3 separate regions of the Mus musculus genome follow, and all the other regions are linked to region 1. A link is a contact called in public promoter capture Hi-C and targeted proximity ligation data. All regions are on one chromosome and are shown on one strand. The core of a region is the stretch at or near the end of the contact, and the rest is flanking DNA. Distances in the headings are between cores, read along the strand shown.

Region 1 (4,264 bases), core at 918-3,417:
GTGTGCACCACCACTCCGGCAATCTAGCTCAGGGCCTAGTACATTTGGTGACTATTCTTTTGGTTGGTGCAGCCCCAAGCCTGCTGTTCTCTTTGCATATCGCAGGTCCCACCGTGGTACACCCTTGATTGGTGGGTTTCTAATGCTCATCTCCATTGTCTTTAAGCAAGTGGGAATGTTACCAACTTGAACTCTACTCACAGCAGCCCTGGTTGGGCTGTCCGTTTACTCCTGTCTTCATTGGGAGTCCGCTGTAGCCCATTCTTGGGGCCTTCTCACTTGGTCTTTTCTCGGCCTTCCAAGCTTCTGCTGTGAAGCACTTATTGGGGTTCCCTGTCAGCTGTCAGTCATCCCTCTGAGCTTTAAAACTCTAAAAAAATTATCATTAAAGTTATCTGTGTATTGTGATAATCCATCTTTTGAAAAACAAACAAACAAACAAACAAACAAATACAAAACAGCTTTCTTGACTTTATTATATTCCATCGTTAACATGCACAAAAGACAACAGTCTTGCTCCTTATGCATAGTCGTGTCCCAGGCCAGCCTTGAACTCATGGCAATATCCTGCCTCAGGTTTCTGATGGATGACAGTATGGACACGACCAGCACACCTACTTCACTCACTTCTATCTTTTGGGCAGGCCAAACGAACATCTGTTTGGATGTTTGTTTCCTCTCCTCTAAGCCGGAAAAGCTTCACTCAACACTCCTTGAGTCTGGAGTTTGTGGAATGAAGAAAGGCTGCTCCTGATGGATGCCAGGACAGAATGAGAGGAGTATACGATGGGAGGGACTATGGGAATGTATTACCCCCTGCACCAGGTACTTCCTTTGGACCAGTGTCATGTGGAGCTAGGGAGCCCAAAGTCTTGAAAGGGTCATGGAAGAGGCCAAACAGGGCCACTAGCTAAGCATGTATGTCTTGACCATTTTATCTCTCTTACCCTCAGACTCTTCATTTTGAAGTTAGCTATAACAATATCATAGGATTGTGGTGAGACTTTAGCGAATAGGGCCTTTCTTCCTACTATACTCCCTTGGTATCAGTGTCTCTCTTGCCTGCAAGTGGTGTACTACTGTCAAATCAATCGCGGGCTTTTATTGCTTTCATGTTTCCCAACCAGGCTTGTGAACTCTTTCTCAGTCGAAGACAAGAAAGGTGTCCAGTTTATCCTGGCACCCTCCCCAGAAGCCACTCCCGCGGCACTTAGCACGAGGAAGAAAGCAGAGATTCCACCGTTCTTTTCCAAGATGACCAAGTTGAAAGGATTCAGAGCCCTGGTTAAACAGAGACCCACTCCTGGCTCCTTTCTCTAGGAAGGTTTCAGGAAAGCAATAAACAATATGGATCTCTTAGACAATGTGAGATACAGGAGACTTGAGTCCCATCTAGCCAGGCAGAAATATCACCTAGTCATGACAGCCCAGGAGGGGGCCTTGTTTAGCCGGAGGCCGAGCGTTGTTCACCATAACCGCTGCGCCTCCTTTGTGCGAGCATCAGGTGCAAATCCCCGGCCGAGCGCGTTGGCGCTCTGAAGCGCGCAAAGAAAAGCCCAGCTGCCGCCCCCGCCCCCCCCCCCGCCCCCCGCTCTCCCCTCCCAGCTTCTCAGAGATCTACTCCCGCTTCCCCGGCTCCAGGCAGCGAAGGGAGGAGGAGGAGGTCAGACACGTCGCCGACCGCCCAGCAGGGCTTAACTCCATGCGGGCGGGCGCGAGGGAGGGGGAAGCCGCGGACCCGCCGCTCCAGCCCGCTGGCCTTCGAAAGATCCTCCTGGGCCAATGGCAGGCGGGGCGACGAGCCCTGATTGGTGCAGGCGCTCTGCTGATCACTGTGGAAACCCGGGTGGCGGGGAACTCGGGAGGATGCGGAGCCGGGAACGGGGGGAGCCAGAGGGGTGGGGGGAGGAGGCAGCGAGGCCCTGAGCTATCCTGGAGTTTTCACCGGAGGCAAAAGTCCACAGCAGGCGGGCCTAGGGTGGGCGGAGGAAGGGGACCGCTTGGGGGCACTGGGAAGCCAGGGGTACTCCTGAGGGAAGGCAGGGGTACTGGCTAGCTAGTGAAGGCGAGGAGGAGCGAAAGCGAGGGGAGGAGGCACGGTGGGAGGAGGAGTAGAAGACAAAAGCCGAAAGCGAGGAGGGCGCCGACCGCACACTGCGGCCAGGAGAGGGACCGTCGGTGTTGCGAGCCGCGGGCGCCCGGAGGCCGTAGCGCACGGGGCATCCGGGTAGACTGGCAGCATGGGGAAGGGAGGTAACCAGGGAGAGGGGAGCACCGAGCGCCAGGCTCCGATGCCCACCTTCCGTTGGGAGGAGATTCAGAAGCACAACCTGCGCACCGACCGGTGGCTCGTCATCGACCGCAAGGTCTACAACGTTACCAAATGGTCCCAGCGGCACCCGGGGGGCCACCGTGTCATCGGACACTATTCGGGAGAAGATGCTACGGTAAGAGTCTGGGGGTGCCAGCCACTCTTGTCTGCTGCAGGCTGGTGTCAGGAGCCCGGGGTCCCTGGGCGCCAAACAGATCCCCGGTTCTTAAAGGAGCGCAGGACGTTCAGCAGGGAAAGAAAGTGTACCAACTGCCCTCACCTCCCTCCTGGAATCGTTCTCCTCTGGGTCAACTGGGCAGACTTTGGCCGAGCCTTTTGGACGCCAGGCCTTAGCACCTCTGTGGAAGTCCCATCAGTGGTAAACTGTGCCCGGTGCATGTTCACAGCGCATACTGCGCGCTGTTCCAGCCGGAGCCTGGGACTCTCCAAAGGGGGCGCTCCAGCCTTCGTGTTCGGCGCTCCCCAAGTGGAAGATGGCCACCCTTGGGCGCCGGGGAGAGGAGCCTGAGAGCGGGCAGCCATATGTGGGACTCTCCTGCCAGACCAGGGGGCGGAGAAGGAAAGCTGGTTCCTGGCCAGGACTCGCTCCTGCTTGGACTCCTGTCTAAGAAGGTCCACAATGGCTGCCCGACAGAGACTTCCTAGTAGTTCAGATTCCCACGCTCCCGAGGATTATCCCGACTCACTCCAAGTGCCAGCCTTCTGGGAAATCCTGGTGGGGAATTGGTGGAAGGCGAACGGGCTGGATTTTGCAAAATTCAGGTCCGCAGGGGATCTAGAAGGTGAATCTAAGACTGGCTTGGCAACAGGTCCATCTGCCTCTGGGGTTACTATCGGACATTCAACTCAATGGCCCTCTGTTTTTAGATCCTGCCAGGATCACCCTTCCCCTCTTGCACTCATGGAGGTTGTTGAAGTCTCTGAGACCTCTGTGGAACGGAGGCTATCCTATATTGCACAGTACCCCATACCGTGCCTGGCCCCACCCCCAACCATAAAGTGATTGTGTAGTCAGGTGGGTAAGAGGAGAAACAAAGTCAAAGAGGAAAGCCAGACCTTTCTTGGCACCTTTCTTGGTGGGCTGAAAGCAGAGGAAAAGATGTAGCTGGAGAGAGCTTGGGAAAGACGAGTGGGAGGAGGCTGAGAAGAGGGATAAACTTATCAGACCGCACTCCACATCAAAGTCCAGGATGCTGACTTGAGTGTGGGCTTTTCTTGTGCAAGTTTGATAGTTTCAATTCTTACCTTCCATGTCTTTTCTTTTTGAGATCAGCCTAGGTAGCCATACCCTAATCAATGGACTGGAGGCTTTGGTGAACAGGATGCAATCTTACTCCAGATTGAGGAGAGAACTGGCCACATTCATACTGCCTAAAGACTATTTTCCTTGCTTGTGGAGCCTGCTTAATTATGCCCATGGGGCTGGCGATGCTAACCAGACCTTAGGAGAGTGTAAGCTTTTCACATTCCTTGAGTGTCCTAGCTCTCTTGGACCGCCTCACAACCAGAGAAGACCTTGGTTTCCCAGGGAGAAAACTTCCCAGCCCCTATCTGGGGGATCTTTCCACTGTTTCGGGTGCTGGTGTGTGCATGAATCTGTAGGTGAATTGCAGACGACTCCTCCCCTTTCCAGGCTCTTACCAAAAAGTTTCCTAAAAAGTAAAACAACAAATGTGATTGGTTTGATCCGATTATTCCATATTGTGTGATAAGTGGGTTTTCTTGTGTGGAAGCTCAGCCCAACAACAGCCTTGAACTTTATAGTTTATTTAAGAAGCCAGACGTATTTCATCCTTGTTTTGGAAATTCTTAGGGTTTCCCTGACTCAGTTTTCTCCAAATGTCTATGTTCAGATCTAACCCAGCAGATACCTGGATGGCTTGCTCTTATGTTCTGAAAGCCTTATGTCCTCTTCCACATTTCCTGTGTCAT
Region 2 (4,264 bases), core at 1,232-3,731, 980 kb after region 1:
TCCTTCCCACCCCCTGCCCCTGCCTCCTGCCCTCTGTTTTTATATCCTTTTGTCTTCATACTTTGTTCTCTTTGTGGGGACAAACTCTCACTGTGCAGCTCAAGCTGGTCTGGAACTCATTGTGCAACCCAGGTTGGCTTCTAGCGTGTAGTCCTCCTGTGTCAGCCTCATAGGCGCCAAGGTTACATGAGGTTACACATATCTGCCAACACATCAGCCCATAGTGTATCCAATATAATGTAGAGACTAGGCCATTCAATGGTATGACTCAGTAGGAGTATTGAGAGCAAGCATCCTTGTTGGTTGCTAGCGACAGAGATGCACTAGGGCTCTCACCATAAAGTATGTTATTGCCTGTAGGATTTTATAAATGACCTTTATTGGATTAAGAAAAATCTATTCATATAAGACATTCATATGCATGAAGGTGGAGCACTCTGATCCACCTATTAGGCCCACCTCTTAAAGGTTCCCCTACAATAATGTTACAGTCCTGGGGACCTGTAGGAGAAACCATATACAAACCAATAGGTACCAAGTCAGATGTGTTTGTTCGATGTTCCTCTACAGTAGAACAGAAGGCGTGTTGAAAGAGGTAAGTTGGTAGAAAATCTGGAGTCTTTTATAAATTTTTCACTCTTGCTTTTCAACTTCTTCTTGGACTAGGTTATGGGTCTGTCCTGAATGTAAACGGTGATATTGAGATGGATGCTAGTATCATGGATGGGAAGGACCTGTCTGCAGGTGCAGTGTCTGCCGTGCGCTGTATCGCAAATCCCGTTAAACTTGCACGGCTTGTTATGGAAAAGGTACGTGTGCCGGAAGCAGTGCTTCCTGAGAAACTGCCACTGCTAGACTTCTGAGTGAACAGGCCAGACTGTGAACAGTGCTGGAGATCGCTGTTCTAAACACAAACGTAATGCCACTGGAGTCAACCATGGCTTTGGTCCTGTTAAGACTAGCTGGGTGACACATGCTGACTTTGTTATCTCCTGGCCTTCTTAGACAGGCTGGGGACACAGCTCAGTGACAGATCACCTACCTAGGGCTCACCAAGTCTCTGAGGTTGACCACCAACACGGAGAAAAAAAAGGGGGAGGATCCAGTTCAATTTTCACTTTGGGGCCCTTCCTTTTAACACTAGAAATATAATAGCTATTTCCACTCCATAGAACAGGTATATATGTATTTTTTAAGTAAAAAGAAATGCAAATATATATTATATACGTGTGTGTGTGTGTGTGTGTGTGTGTGTGTGTGTGTGTTAAAAAAAAATGCAACCTTTTCTGTCCCTTCCTACCCTGGCTTAGACACCTCATTGCTTTCTGACTGGCCATGGTGCAGAGAAATTTGCAGAAGACATGGGGATTCCACAGGTCCCTGTAGAAAAACTGATAACTGAGAGAACCAAGAAGCACCTGGAGAAAGAGAAGCTTGAGAAGGGAGCACAGAATGCTGACTGCCCTAAGTAAGTTCCAGACGACACCCAGACTTTTGCAGTTAGAACAGCTGGACAGCTTGGCAGTGTCCCCTCACCTGTATTCCCTAAGGAACTGAAACTCTGTGGGAGGAGGGCAACTCTTCTTAACCTTAACTTTGCCCTGACTTAGACCTCCTATATGGATAAGAGGTCAGTCTGACAGGGCTCCTCTCTGGCACAATTCAGCAGAATATTGCTAGACAGGCTTGGAGGCGCACACACACACACATGATTTCAGCCATGAGGAGGCAGAGAGAGAGAGAGAGGGAGGAGAGAGAGAGAGAGCAGGTTTCAAGACAGCCTGAACTGTAGAGTGAGACCCTAGCTCAAAAACATAATAATAATTCAGTAGGGTACAGGAGCTCACAATGGCATAGAATTCAGTCTTGTAATACTACTGAGTCCCTAATTTACCAGACACCAATGTTCAAATAACCTAGGTAGAGTATATATATATATATATATATATATATTCAGATAAATATACATACATACACACACATATGCATTATATACATATATTTATGTATATACACACACACATACGTGTGTGTGTGTGTGTGTGTGTGTGTGTGTGTGTGTGTGTGTGTTTCCCTTTCCTAGAGAATCAGTTTTGCTGGGTCTGAGGAAAAGAGGCCAGGCAGGTATAATACGAAAGTCTCTGAGATAATAATCTGATGCCTTTCCAGATTATGAGATTGGAGATAGTAACACACTATTATTCTTCTACTTGCTCTGAAATAGGATTTTGCTATATACCCAGGCTAAGCCTGGAATTTGCCTGGAATTTTCCTCCTCCTCAGTTTCCCAGATCCTAGGACTTAAGGCTTTTATTTCTGTAGACTGCAGTCAGGGAGTGAGGCTGCTGGATCAGCGCCTTGTGCTTATTTTTAAAGCTGGTTCCTATTGCTTTCTAAAGTTGTGTATGAGCTGGGGGTTCAGTGGTAGAGTGCATGCTTAGTGCGTGCATAAAGCCCTGGGCCCGATGCCCAGCACTAAACAAAAGACGCCTCTAATCATACAGCGGCACCAGCCAGTACTGCTCTTAGGTGTAAATAAGTGGCTTTCCCTGGATCCTGCAACTTAGAGAGGTCAGGAAAGTTAATTATAGAATGCATGGGTCACCTTTGGCACTCAGAATTGGCTCAGCATGACTGATAACCCTGGCCTCTGTTCCTCTCACTAACACTGTGCAGTCTCCAGAAAGAAAAGGCTTTTTTGCCTCTCTCAGCCCAAAGACTGGCTGTGCACCTGACACCATCAGAAATGAATACTTTTGGGTAATGTGGAAAGATACAAACAGCAGGACTTAGGTAAGGGGGGGCGGGGGTTACATAAAAAGTAACTTTTAGAATACTTAGACCATGAAGCACTTACATCATGTTCCCTTGAAGTGGCAACAGTCCACTTCTTTGCCTCCACCTTATAAAAGTAGCCAGTGAATTAGGGCCATCTCTGAAAGGGTTAAATTTGCCCATGTGTCCATCTCAATAAGAAGCACTTAAGCTGTTTAATTTTTTCTGGTAGCTACAACAAACGTAAAAGAAACATTTAAAATGAGTAAATTTTTGTGATAGGGTCTCACTGTGTAGCCTTAACTAGCTTGGAACTCATTCTGTATACCAAGCCAACCTCAGACTCAGAGATCCACCTGCCTCTGCCTCTGCCTCTGCCTCTGCCTCTGCCTCTCCCTCCTGACAGCTGGGAAGGATGTATTCTTTAAGGTAGAAATGTAAAGAGCCATGTAGAAATCTGCCTGCTAGTGACATGTAAAGTAAGAAACATTGTTTTCTTGAGTCCAGAATCTTAACATATAATATGGTACATAAGGGACAGTGTTGCTTAGGGGCTGTTTCTCATCTTCATTACCTTCCCTTTTCTGCTTATTTTTGACAGAAACTCAGGAACTGTGGGTGCTGTTGCCTTGGACTGCAGAGGAAACTTGGCTTACGCAACCTCTACTGGGGGGATTGTCAATAAAATGGTTGGCCGAGTTGGAGACTCGCCTTGCATAGGTAGGACTAAGAGGTAGATCATGCTCCTCCCTTGCCCTTCATGTCATCAGATTCACACCCTTTCCTGTGTCACTTCCTCTGCCCTCGTGGTGACAGCTTCTAGGAGTGGCATTTGGGTTGGAAGAGGGTTGTTGGGGACCACTGCTCTGAGGTATTGACTTCTAATAGGCACATCAGTTTCCCATGGATTACATTTTGGGGACATCTTGGGAGAGGAAGTGAAAGAGAGGATGCTAAAGTTGTCCCAGGCTGCTGCAGCCATACCTGTCTTCTCTGTAGCCTCAGCTTCAGGGTCCTCAGACTCACTTGCAGAGCCTAAATATAAATACATAGTGCCTCTCCCCAGACATGGCTCACATTAACAATGTAAAAACAAACAACTGAAAACTTGGGCTAGAGTGATGACTTGGGGGAAATATTTGCTGTGCACATATATGGCCCTGAGTTCGGATCCCCAGCACCCATGTAAACGCCTCGTGCAGCACTGGGCATCTGTAACCCAACCCTGGGAGAGGCAGAAATGAGTGGACCATCATAGCTTGCTAGCCAGCTAGTGTAGCTAAACAAGCCAACTCCAGGCTCAGTGAAAGACCATCTCTCCAAAAACTAAAGATGCTGGAAATATATCTTTCCTCTCCACATGCACCCTGCACACACACACACACACACACACACACACACACACACACACACAGAGAGACACACAGAGGGAGGTGGAGCTGAGAATATTTACAGGTACTACATATGAGTAACACACTCCTACAGACTG
Region 3 (4,264 bases), core at 603-3,102, 870 kb before region 1:
ATAGGGGGCGCTCTCACTACTCCCAGGGGCTCTTACTTAGCTCCCTATTTGGTCATTCCACAGTTGTTGACTATACTTAATAATCAAAGGTGGGTGGGGCAAGGAAACAAATTCTTGGCCTTATTCCCACAATGAGTCAGTTCTGCTCAGAGCAGGTGGGAAGCTTTTTAAAAAGCTCGACTCTTATTTATTTCTTTAAACATCACTAGCTCTGCCTGCTTTTAATCATCACACAAATGAAATTATATAGTATGTGTGTATCTTTGTGTCTGACTCTTTTGACTGAATGAAATGTTAGAGATTTATCTGTAACATCTTATATTTTTATTTTATTATTTTCAATACTATAAACCTTTTGTTTTATTCTATCAGTTTAATTGATTTACCTGTTGATGGATAACCAGGTTAATTCCATTTTGGAGCATCGTCAATAACACTAACTTTAGTGTGTGCACGTGCCTCTGTGTGTGTGCACGTGCCTCTGTGTGTGTACACGTGGTCTCACACACACACACACACACACACACACACACACACACACACACACAGTAAGAAGACTGGAGAGACAGCTCAGCAGTAGTTAAGCGTACTGGCTGCTCTTCCAGAGGACCAAGGTTTGATTCCTCCCGAGCACCCACTTGCCACATGGCAGTTACAATTGTCAGTAGCTCTAGCTCAAAGGGATCTGACACCCTCTTCTGGCCTCTGAGAGTGCCAGGCACGCATGTGGTGCACAGACATGCATACAAACAAAAACAATTATACATATTAAATAATAAAATCGTTTTTTAAAAAAGAAAGAAAAGTAAGATAGAGAATAATACACACAAATAAACCAACATACACATATATACATACAAATTTACCTAACTGCATATGCTGCATACACTTTAATATGTATATTAAATATTAACAATTAAATGTGTATTCTCCGTCTTTAAAAACCAGAGGAAAAAGATAGAAAAAGCACAGTAGTTATCTAGTTCTGCATGAGACAGACTGGACAGCTTGAAGTTACACATTCTCATCTCACCATGTCCATGGTCAAGATCCAAACATGCCTTAGATATAAGTTCTCTGTAAGTCACATGCGCTGCAAGCTTGGTGGTGGCTGGACTTCACTCTCAATCAGGGCTTCCTGTTACTTGTGGTCACGTGACCATACCTTTTAAGACAAACACTACCATGCTTACACAGATGACAATACATCTGTCTGGCTTACCACCAGAGACCAAAGTCAAGCAAGAACTTAGGATGACCATGGCTGGTTTGAGGAGGGACACAAGGCCCAGGGCAGGGTCATTGTAACCACTATTGTGGATACTTTAACTTTCAAAAAATTAAAAGATTCTTTGAGGGGCCAGAAAGGTGTCTCAGAAGCTAAAGTTACTGCACAACCTGACAATATCCGTTCAGACCTCAGCACTGTGGAAAGGTGGAAAGAAGGAATCAATTTCACAAAGTCCTCTGACCTACACACACTCACACAGACACACAGACAGACACACAGACACACATCAATCACACACTCATATCAGCCACCCACATCAACACACACACACACAAATAAAAATTTGAGAATTTTAATAATCAACTCATTCAAATGCTGCCTTCACCAACTTGACAATGAACTGCTCCATGAACTGAAATGTCATCACTGCAACATTAACTGTCTCAGCTGTTAAAGGGAGACATAAGGAAGGAGACTCAGATCTTCACCTGCCCAGGTTTGGAAGCAGATGGTTTTGAAGGATCTAGTCCAGACATGCATCTCTGATTAGCTGGGAGTGTGAGCAAGGGGTGGGTCCCAGAAAGAAAAGAATCCAAAGTCTAAAGCCATAAAGATGTTCTGATTTCCACCTCTGGCTCTGTGCTGAGGCAGCTCTGGATGGTCAGGCACAGCTGAAGCCTACAACAGAGTTCCCGGGGCCAGGTGAGTACCCCCTCTCCACAGCAGAAACAAACAAGGGAGGGTCATCAGGGCCTCAAGTGGGGTTCAGTCTTAACACAAGAGATCAGCCTCTTGTGCTCGTCAGTCAGTAGCTGCAAGCTGGTGGTGAGTGGCTGAAACTTGACCCCCCCAGAAGTGAACAGGAACTGTTTATCAAGCAATGTCCACAACAGCTGGAGAACAAATGTTCCATGCTATGAAGTCCTGGGAAGTGGGGTTACTACGGGCCTCTCTCCAGGAAGGAGTCTGCTACCAGGAGCCCAGCCCACTACCCAGGATCAGTTGGTGATTCTGAGAGCTAAGAGGAATGACACCCCGTCCCTTCTAACCCTGGAACCTTGAGCACACAGAGAGACAGATTTGAAAAAGCAAAGCAAGGAAGACACTTGGGAAATTCCACCCTCTTTTTCCCATATCTTCCCTTTACACCAAGTGCCCAGCCCTGAGACCTCGAGAAAGTTTACTTTGCAAATGCCAGGGCCCCTTCTGACCTAACATAACTGAAAACCCAATCTTCTAAGGGTGGCTGCCAGCAGCCACTCTGTCACACTGACTCCATACCTCTCGGTACCTGCCTTTCTCTGCCTAACATGCCCATACATACATCTACATATATGTACATATATGTGCACATATTATATACACATACACACGTATGTGTAAACACACACTACACTACCCTCTCTGCTCTCTTGACTTCTTCTGCACTGTCTGCTTAGGGTCACATTCCCATCAAGATTTTCTCAACCTTCTAACCCAGACCTCCCATGGACAGATCTTATCCATTCTAGACATTCCCTGGCAACCAGCTCATTGCTCTGCAGACAAAATCCTGAAGGGCAGTCCTGTGTGCTCCCAGATAACTGTCTCCACACACTCTCCTCGACACAACCTTCCCAGCTATCAGGATCCCATAGCTGATTTCCTCCTTGCTCTGAGCAGGAGTCAGATAGAAGCAATGAACTCCCCATCCTGGAGATTAGAATGGGACCTCTCTTAACAGAAAACCAGACAGAGGTCAGGTGAGATTCAGGCTGTAGGGCAGGTATCATTGGCTTTTATTACTAAATTCTAACCTCTGGCCCTGGCCCAATTAATCTTTGCAGCCCACCCTCAGGCAAGCACTAGTGTTCCTGTGTATCCATAGAAACAGACTTAGACACTGAGATGCAGGAGCAGAGCCAGGGCTAGGCCTGGCCTGTCTGCTTGGAAGATTCATGTTCTGGCCCACTAAAAGGTTACAGAATCCTCCTAGCTCTGTCTCTGCCTCCCACAGGCTAAGGAAACGGGAGAGATTTGCAGAAAGTCTGAGGCTGAGTATAAATCACCAAGACCCTACGGTTCCTTAAGACACCAGACAGCTGGGTCTGTGGCTCCTCTAGCTGAGGAGCCTGGGAGAGAAGACCAAAAAATTCTCCCTCTGCCCCTCCCATCCTGCCAGTCTACCTTCACCCCAGGGCAGTCTGCCCAGTCCTGAAGATAAGGTGGGCAAGGTAACAGGGCACAAGCATTCTATGGGTTTATTACTAAAAGATGGACTCCAGGGAAAACCTAAGCCCAGGAGAGGAAGTTTGAGGAGGGAGAAAGACTGCACTATTGAGGAGGCTAGCCACCTGGTGTAGTGGTTTGAATAAGAATGGGCCTCGATAGCTTCATACATTTGAATGCTTAGTCACCAGAGAGTGACTAACAAAAGCCAATGATACTATTTGAAAGGATTAGAAGGATTAGGAGGTGTAGTTTTGTTGGAGGAAGAGTGTCCCTGGAGGTGGACTTTGAGGTTTCAAAAGCCCATTCCAGGTCTAGCCCCACCCCCACTCAGCCTCCGTAAAGCTCTCAGCTCTTTCACCAGAGTCACGCCAGCTGACATGCTCCCTGCTGTGATGATAATGAACTAAAACTCTGAAACTGTAAGCAAAAGCAAGCCCCCAATCAAATGCTTTTGTTTATAAGTTACCTTGGTCATGGTGCCTCTTCCCCTCTTCATGGTAATTAAGATAGAAGTTGGTACCAGGCCTAACCATGCTGTTTGCTGAAGAAATATGGAAGACTTGGAGACTTTAAATTCTTAAAATGTTTTGTTGAACACTTTAAGTGGGGTTTAATGGGAACTAACACACTTACTAACAGAAGCATGGAAGACAGAGGTACTGAAAGCAATGTAGATTATGACAGCCTGGCTCAAGAGATTTCAGAAAGGAAGATTAGTAGTAAGTGGCCTAGAAACTGTTCATGTGGTATTTGGTGAAGAAGGTGACTGCTTTCTGCCCTTGTCCTAAAATTCTGTCTGGGGTTAAATTGAAGGGTTTTGGA

Evidence for each region. Promoter capture Hi-C pulls out the DNA fragments that hold promoters and counts their contacts.
Region 2: a targeted proximity ligation map of acute myeloid leukemia shows a contact between it and region 1, with 7 times the contacts expected there. A contact is called at or near these places in 2 of 39 promoter capture datasets (the C10 cell line and cranial neural crest) and 4 of 130 datasets of targeted methods (acute myeloid leukemia, large pre-B cells, pancreatic cancer cells and 1 more).
Region 3: a promoter capture Hi-C map of liver shows a contact between it and region 1, with 2.0 times the contacts expected there.

The regions. Positions count from the first base shown.
Region 1 is chr19:10,099,406-10,103,669 of GRCm38.p6, reverse strand. It overlaps Fads2 (fatty acid desaturase 2), which reads left to right and starts at 2,167. Exons shown (of 12, transcript NM_019699.2): 1 at 2,167-2,447. The coding sequence starts at 2,241.
Region 2 is chr19:9,115,733-9,119,996 of GRCm38.p6, reverse strand. It overlaps Asrgl1 (asparaginase like 1), which reads left to right. Exons shown (of 7, transcript NM_025610.3): 3 at 667-809; 4 at 1,311-1,468; 5 at 3,377-3,495. Among named protein-coding and RNA genes, the nearest start is that of Asrgl1, 18 kb to the left of the region's middle.
Region 3 is chr19:10,972,288-10,976,551 of GRCm38.p6, reverse strand. It overlaps Ms4a10 (membrane-spanning 4-domains, subfamily A, member 10), which reads left to right and starts at 1,852. Exons shown (of 9, transcript NM_023529.3): 1 at 1,852-1,933.